Linked DNA regions of Mus musculus: regions 1 and 2 are each linked to region 3. Evidence: chromatin contacts called from public ChIA-PET data. All regions are on one chromosome and are shown on one strand. The core of a region is the stretch at or near the end of the contact, and the rest is flanking DNA. Distances in the headings are between cores, read along the strand shown.

Region 1 (2,700 bases), core at 79-2,578, 520 kb before region 3:
AGAATGAGAAGCTGTAAGAAGTCAGGGGGGTCCCCTCCCCTCCCCTATTTCTTCCACCATAATCCCTGCTCACTCGCTGTCCCAACCTTTCCCATGTCCCTCCCAGCCGCCTTCCTAGCTGGAAACAGAGCTAAGTCAACAACAGTTCCTCGAATTGTGTTTCAGCTCAGGCTGCGGCAGCCCAGGCAGCCAGGCTCTGGAGCTATTAATATTGGCAGATGTAGCTCATGCTATTTGATCCCGTGGGCTGTGATCCCACCAGGTTCAGCAATGAGCTAGCGAAGGCAGAGCTCAGGGTCCTGAAGACTCGTGACCCTTGGGGTTTTGGGGTCCTGCACTGAGTCATGCTAGTGTCCAGGAACTTGAACACCTGCAAACTTGGTGGCTGACAGAGGTTGGCAGGCTAGATGATAAATGGGGAGGCCTGTGGGAGAATGATGGCAGTCATTATGATGAATTTTACAAACACTACCAGCGGCGAGTGAGTGTTTTCTGTTCCTGCTGGGACTGGACCTTGGTATCCATGTGGTCTTTTACACATTGCTTCAGATCCCACCCCCACCCCCCAGCCTCCCTCGCAGAGACAGGTCCGCAGCCTTCCGGGAGGGCCCCGTGCCTTGGAGGCTGACCCTCTTACAGAACACATCTGCTACCTGGGTGGCTCTTGCAGTGCTGGTGGTAGCTCTCCGTTGTGGCTAAGGACAGTTTGGGGTCTAGGATGTCAATGTTAGAACACAGGGCCATGGCTGGTCGCCAGTAGGTGGCAATGATGCCAGAGGTAACCTGGAGGCTACTGGCCAGGATAGCACTGGGGAAGCCGAGAACAGAACTGTTTCTGATTCCAGACATGGGTGGTGCCGCCTGGCACAGGCTGAGGGCAGGAGACAGTGGCTGCTCCCTGGCCATTCTCAAACTGACTCCTGGTTCTGAGTTCTCTTAGGGAGAGGAACTGGGGACATTTTCAGTAGGATTCTGCTTCCCTCAGGAGGTGGGGCAATGGAGAAAGACCCTCCTTGCTAGTCGTGAGGCCTACTATCTGGTGGGTCTTTTGCCTTAGACACACCCTGGTCTGAATTTGTGGCTGCAAAGTGGCCCACAGGTGCTCTGCAAAGGAGATGGTAAGTCAGACAGCTGTCTCTGCCCAGGGGTCCCTTCTGTCCTCCCCCACTGTGGAGTCACACAGCTGGTGTGTGTGATGTGTGTGTGTGTGTGGAACAGAAAGGGTGACACACAGCGCAAGCACCCGCCAAGCCAAAGGAGGCAGACACTGCTAGGCCACTGTGCAGACACGGCTGAAGGTTGGGGCCCAGGCACTGAAGGCTGGAGAGGAGAGAATCTGTGCATGTCTCAGCATCCGGGTGGGCGTTCAACACTGCAGGTGGAGGAAGGGCAGCCCCAAGCTGCAAACAGCAGGAGGTGGGCCAGAGGCAGAGAAGGCTTCGAGGCTTCAGTGTGCATGCCAGGGCATGCTGTCTGCGTGGAGCCAGGACAGCATCACTAGGAGTGACATGGTCAGGGCAATTTGGGTGATGTCACTATGGAGGAAGAAGGCCTGGCTGACACACTCAGCATCCCATAGGTTTAAGTTGCTGTCTCTTGTGCTTCCTCATCCAAAAGAAAGGTGCACAATAAGATAGGATACTGGAACAGCCAACCCGAGTCCCCTAAAGTCCCAAGCTTGATCCTTGCCCTTTTTGGGGTCAACCACACTGAGGCATCTCTCCCAAGGAAAGCCTACCCAGTGTCTGAGCTAAGACAGCCAATCCAGACCTTCCTAGGGACTTCATTTAGATCAACTCAGAAGGGCTGGGTGGGCAAGGTGTGGCACCAGACCTTGGTGGGGTTGCCTGGCTGAGTAAACCTACACAGCTGCCTGCTGCCTCTGACTGGCCTGTATGCTGGGCCTTATTTCCTGCCCAACTGGCTAAGGAGGTGACAGTAGGCCTGAGCCCTGGCTTTGGGGAACATATTATGACTGGAGTTTGGGTAAATGATATCCCAGTCTCCCCACGTTCCATATAGCTTCTCTTTTGCCTTACAGAACCACTCCTAGACCCTGGCCAGGAAAGGCACCAAGGGTGGCTGAGATGTTTCTGGGATGACATAGGGGACAGGCAGGAGGAGGTATGCGCAGGTTTGTTTGTTTGTTTTTTTTTTTTTGTATTAGTGACGTTTCTCTCTGCCCAAGACTATTGCGAATGACTGGTGTGATAATTACAGGCAGCCATCTGGCCTACATGCTGCCCCGTGCTTTCCTGCCCCTCTTCATCTTCAGGCCTCTGTCACACTGCTCCCTCTGGCTGGAATCTCCGCACCAAGAGAGTGCCAACCAGACACACTCCCCCCTCCCCCACTTCCTCAAGAGCACCGGCTCCTCTGTCATCTCTGTGGTTACAGGGTCTAGAATAGGACTTGACATCAGTGTCAGGTAATCTTTGTTGACAGGACAAATGGCGCTTGGATGGAGCTTGCTGTGACCAGACACTGTGTGAAGCACTTCTTGGGAGCTGACTCCTATCCAACATGACCATCCAATAAGCCCAGTGTCTGTGCCCCACTCATTGTGTACATGAGGCTGAGTGACATGCCTGAGGTTACCCAGCCACTGCATATGAAGGCAGTCTTGAGTGGGAAGCAGCTGGAGTCCACAGCAACACTAATAACTTTTATAAATGCTGCTTCTGGGGCTGATTCCAATGG
Region 2 (2,700 bases), core at 186-2,685, 590 kb before region 3:
TCCTTCTCTCCCCCAGGAGAAAATTCTCACAACAGCATCCTAAAACCTAGTTGAATCTCTTTACAGGACTGGAGTGAGGACCCACAGAGATTCACATGCAGGCCATAAAGAAGCCAGAAAGGAGCTGGGCGTGGTGGCACATGCCTTTAATCCCAGCACTCCGGAGGCAGAGGCAGGCAGATTTCTGTGTTCGAGGCCAGCCTGGTCTACAGAGTGAGTTCCAGGACAGCCAGGGCTACACAGAGAAACCCTGTCTTGAAAAACAACAACAACAACAACAACAAAAAGAAGCCAGAAATGGGGTGAGGGGGGACTAGAGAGATGGCTCAGCACGGAAGGGCAGGTACGGTTCTTGCAGAGCAATGGGTTGTTTTGGTTCCCAGCACTCACAGGGTGGCTCACAACCATTTGTAGCTCCAGTTTTAGTGGATCCAATATCCTCTTCTGACTTCCACTAGCACCGTATACAAACAGACACTTGGATAAACACTCATCACTCATACACATTATATATGTGTGTGTGTGTATGTGTTATATACATATATATATATATATGTATATTATATATAGTATAATATATATATAAAATATACACACACATAGGTTTTGTTGTGGTTTTTTGTTTTTTGTTTTTTTCCAGACAGGGTTTCTCTGTGTAGCCCTAGCTGTCATGGAACTCACTCTGTAGACCAGGCTGGCCTCAAACTCAGAGATCTGCCTACCTCTGCCTCTTGAGTACTGGGATTAAAGCCACCCCCATCTGGCTTAAAATGTATGTTTAACAGAAGCCAAAAATGGGACTTGGATGATATGGCTTAGCTTGTAGAGTGTTTGACTGGCATGCACAAGACCCTGGGCTCAGCCCCAAGCATGTACTAATAACTGCAGCACTCAGGATGGAAAGATGGAAAGGTAGGAAGGTCAAGTTTTCAAGGTCACCTTCAGCTATGTAACAAGTTCAAGGCCAGCCTCACAAAATGAAGAAGTAACAAGTGCAACCTGTCACAGCTCTGTTCCTGTCCTGTGGCGTACACACACACACACACACACACACACACACACACACACGCATGCACACGCACACACACGCGCACACACACCGGCACAGTTAGCAAGCACTTCTTTGGAGCTTGCTGGGCTCTCTTGTGTTCATCCTTGGGTCCAGAAGGCCAGTGCGTAGCCATATGTTTGAAGAAGTCACTAAGAAAACACCAGAATAAGTGGCAGAGGTTTCAGAGCTGTGCTTCTGTGACCCAACAAACTCACATAGCCAGCTGTTATGGCTCATGGCTGTCAGAACAGTGCTGGGGGAGACAGCGACACATCATTATCACCATGGGTTATAGCAGCTCGTCCAGGCCCCTAGAGACACTGCCTCAAAGAAGTGAACAGACACAGAGGCAAACAGTAAGACTGAACATAGCATCTGGGGGGTGAGGGACACCAGACCACAAACCAAGATAGCAGGCTGCAGGAAAGGAAGTTCACCTTGTCCTTCCCTGTCCCAGGCCTGCTGGTTTTGCAGACATTTGCTGTTCTTTTGGTGTTTTGTTTTTTCTTAATTCAGTAAAAATAGCACTATGGGACAACATATCATAGCATTTGTGGAAATAAAAACTAGGAACCACATCACAGGGTGTTCTGATGCAAACGTGGCCCCAGCTCCCCAGGGTGACCTATGCTGCAAAGGTGGCTGTCCTCACTGGTCTCAGGTGGGGCCTGGCCTTGGGGAGGAAGGGAGGAGGAGGCACAGAGCCATCAGCTGTTTCCCCTCACCAAAGCTAGAAGCGCGGCTTTGTCTGAGCCTGCCTCCTGCACTATAAAAAGTTTCCGCCACAAAGGTCCATTCAGGAAACCAAGGTTAGAGACCCTGGGCTTCCTGACTTGATTGCTCTCCTGGGGCCTGGGACCAGCTCAGAAGGGTGGGGTGTGTGGGCTTTGCAGGTTACAGGATGTGAAAGTGAGGACCGAGGTTAAGGGAGAGAATAAAAGGCCAAGAGTAGAACACACCCAGCAGAGGCCATGTGCGGTTCTCTTCTTCAGGGTTTCCTGTGGGTGAGCTGAGAACATTGTGTTCTGGCTCTGAACTTACCCTGCGGGGGCTGCTCCCCTCTCAGCCTCTGGGTCCTAGTGCCTGACCTCACAGGCCTTGGCTTCCCTACAGTGTTGTCTCTCCTACCTCTGGCTGCTATAGTGTGGTCCCCAGCCACCTCCATAGATTCTCCCAGGGTTCTTGGTGTCGCACATAACAAAACATCCTTGAAGTTCAGGAAATAACTAGCCAGCATCTCTATGTTTTCCTGTCTTCTGGATGCTGGGAGCTAATGTTAAACCATCATGGTAATGAACCTTTGACCGCCAAGTTCTCCAGAGATACTTGGGAATACAAGCCTTCTGAGTGGGGTGGTGTTTGTTTATTTGTGTATTTGATTTTTCTGCCACGGCAGTGCTTACAGATAGAATGCAAGGCCTTACCCGGCCTGCCAGTAGGTGCTTTCTTTCTCTCTCTCTTTTTTTTATTGCATCTAGTTAGTGTGTGTTTATGTGCACACCATTGGTGTGCATGGAGAGGACAGAGGACCACTGTGGGAGTCTCTTTTCTCTTTCCCACCATGGATTCCAGGGCTCCAGGGATGACTGTAGTCATCAGGTGTCCTCTGACAGTCTCCTTACTCCCGAGATGGAGTCTCTCTGTGTTGT
Region 3 (2,700 bases), core at 57-2,556:
AGTTCTGGTTCTGAAATGAAGTATCCCTCCTGCGCCAGTCCGGAGTTTTTTCTCGTCCCGGAATTCGGCACCAATTGTTATTAGACGCGTTCTCACGACCGGCCAGGAAGAACACAACAACCAGAATCTTCTACGGCAAAGCTTTATTGCTTATATCTTTATCGGGCCAGAGTGTAAGAAGCAAGAGAGGGAAGCAAGAGAGCGCAAGAAGCAAGAGAGAGAAAACGAAAACCCCTTCCCTCTTTTAAAGAGAACAACCATTGCCTAGGGCGCATCACTCCCTGATTGGCTGCAGCCCATGGCCGAGCTGACGTTCACGGGAAAAACAGAGTACAAGTGGTCGTAAATACCCTTGGCTCATGCGCAGATTATTTGTTTACCAACTTAGAACACAGGATGTCAGCGCCATCTTGTGACGGCGAATGTGGGGGCGGCTTCCCACAAGCAGGCACTTTAACAATGCCTTTATCTCTCCAACCTCACAACTCTAAATTTTTTTAAGCTTATAATAGAAATGAGACCGCCTGTCTTAGTCAGGGTTTCTATTCCTGCACAAAACATCATGACCAAGAAGCAAGTTGGGGAGGAAAGGGTTTATTCAGCTTACACTTCCACATTGCTGTTCATCACCAAAGGAAGTCAGGACTGGAACTCAAGCAGGTCAGGAAGCAGGAGCTGATGCAGAGGCCATGGAGGGATGTTACTTACTGGCTTGCTTCCCCTGGCTTGCTCAACTTGCTTTCTTATAGAACCCAGGACTACCAGCCCAGGGATGGCACCACCCACAATGGGCCCTACCCCTTTGATCACTAATTGAGAAAATGCTTTACAGTTGGATCTCATGGAGGCACTTCCCAAGTGAAACTCCTTTCTCTGTTATAACTCCAGCCTGTGTCAAGTTGACACACAAAACCAGCCAGTACATTGCCTAGTATTTTAAAAAGATTGTACGCTCCCCCAACACACACCTTGTTATCTTCATGTAGCATGTTCAAGACCATGCTGATTTGTCTGTCAGCTTCATGTAAACTGGATTTCTGCAGGGTAAGATGAGTCTGTAACCCCAGGCTCAAAGTCCCAACCCTACAACATTTTTCCAGAGCCAAGTGTGCTACACACAAGTACATGTGTTATATTTGTGTATTCAGGACACTGGACTATAGAGCCCCGATTATAGCTCAGTGAGCCTGCTGGGAGACCATGGAAATGGAAGACAAGGCAAAATGGCCATGGAAACCTAGAGGGCTCACTGTAGGTCAAACCTTGACAGAGCGATGGCATACACAGGTCCTAGCAGGAAGTCATGAAAGGTGGAGGAAGTGCAGTGTACTCTACAGGGGTCGGTGTCTATGGGTGTATTCCTCGGGACTGGGTAAGGTAGATATTGCCGCCAATGTGAGTGGGAAAGCACAGTGAGGCATCCAAACATGCTGAGTAACTTGAGGTCAGATTCTGAGTTGTGAACACCACCCAGTAGAGCAGTGCCTCCGTTCCCAGGCCTGTTCCTTACACTGCAGGGTGTTGGCTCCTGGTCTGCTGGTGCTGAGCATTTGGAAGTAGCCTGGCTATCAGTTACCCTGGAGCAGCCTCTGACAAAGGCACAGGGGAGATAGTGTGCAGATCTTGCCCTGGGCAAGAGATCCGAGTGTAACCAAGGCTCCTGCCAAGTCCTGTAGTGTAGCTGTAGCTCACTGTTGTTGTTTGGGTTTCTCCCTGCCCCCATCCCTCTCAGAACCTACTGGCACACCCACATCCTCATCCCCACCCTGCTGCTGAGAAACTGAAACTGAGAACCCCACCTCACCTTTTAAAGTTTCTCCTTTTTTCTTTCAGACCATCCCTGTATTCAGTGAATCCTGGGAACCAAGCTCAGTATCCATTGCCTGGTCTCTAATAAGGCTCTCCCTCTCCCTGCAGAGTAGGGGAGCCTCCAGGACAGACTCAGTGGAGGCCCTGCAGGACATCCGTGTCTTTGGATAGACTGTCAGTCTACAAGGCAGAGCATCTGAAGGAAAGCTAGGCCCTGGCCCATGTTTGCCGAGGGCTTAAGTGAGGAAACTGAGAAGAGCCACTTCCTGGCTCTAGTTAAAAAGCCTGAGATAGTGCACACAACCCTTGGCAGGCAGTGGGCAGTGATAGTGGTGAAAAAGAGTATCTGGTATTTGTATTTAAAGTTAATTATCAAGAGCTCCACCCCCATCCCGGAAGGGTAAACCCTGTGGTGACTCTCCTCAAATTATCAGTCACCCCACTGGAGGGGGTTGCTTTGTTAACCCTTGGAGAACTGACCTTTCACATCTCTCCAGCTACAGGGCCCTGCCACCAGAGCATCCCTGTGTCCCTGTCTGACTGCCTCTACTCTGAAATTTGCACATTCACATATGCAGGCAAACGCCCTCCCTATTGGGTACGCTTCCATCCTTCCCGAGTCCGGGTCCGTAGTGGGTTTCTTCACTTTTCCCCATTTTCTTCTCCTCTTTTACCACACTAACTTCCCACCTTGCCCTGACGGCCCCTTTACTTTTTGGCTCCCATTGCCTGTCGACATTCTGAACCTCGTCCATTTCTTAGCAGCCAGCGAGCATCTCAGCCTCTCAGCATCCTCAACCCTGCTCAGCACCACTATGCCCTCCAAAGCTAGGAGTTCTCTCTGCTCTGAACAACCTAGCAGGTTTTTAGGTCAGCTTTCTTAACACTTTT

What was found. ChIA-PET counts read pairs in DNA pulled down with a chosen protein or histone mark.
Region 1: an RNA polymerase II ChIA-PET map of memory CD8 T cells shows a contact between it and region 3, with 57 read pairs. The contact joins two enhancer-like sites. A contact is called at or near these places in 6 of 39 promoter capture datasets (the C10 cell line, the HPC-7 cell line, cranial neural crest and 3 more), 2 of 484 Hi-C or Micro-C datasets (the 3T3-L1 cell line and bone marrow-derived macrophages) and 20 of 115 datasets of contacts at active chromatin or transcription factors (the 230-238 cell line, the SCID.adh cell line, T-cell acute lymphoblastic leukemia and 15 more).
Region 2: a contact with region 3 is called in an RNA polymerase II ChIA-PET map of memory CD8 T cells, with 18 read pairs. The contact joins two enhancer-like sites.

The regions. Positions count from the first base shown.
Region 1 is chr10:59,900,854-59,903,553 of GRCm38.p6, reverse strand. No RefSeq gene overlaps it. Among named protein-coding and RNA genes, the nearest start is that of Gm46226, 4.4 kb to the right of the region's middle. Within about 2 kb of position 1,328, at least 54 of the 459 cell types and tissues checked have an H3K27ac peak or open chromatin away from gene starts, as enhancers often do. A contact at or near this core is called in memory CD8 T cells, where this site is marked.
Region 2 is chr10:59,973,651-59,976,350 of GRCm38.p6, reverse strand. No RefSeq gene overlaps it. Among named protein-coding and RNA genes, the nearest start is that of Ddit4, 23 kb to the right of the region's middle. Within about 2 kb of position 1,435, at least 196 of the 459 cell types and tissues checked have an H3K27ac peak or open chromatin away from gene starts, as enhancers often do. A contact at or near this core is called in memory CD8 T cells, where this site is marked.
Region 3 is chr10:59,379,542-59,382,241 of GRCm38.p6, reverse strand. No RefSeq gene overlaps it. Among named protein-coding and RNA genes, the nearest start is that of Pla2g12b, 23 kb to the left of the region's middle. Within about 2 kb of position 1,306, at least 62 of the 459 cell types and tissues checked have an H3K27ac peak or open chromatin away from gene starts, as enhancers often do. A contact at or near this core is called in memory CD8 T cells, where this site is marked.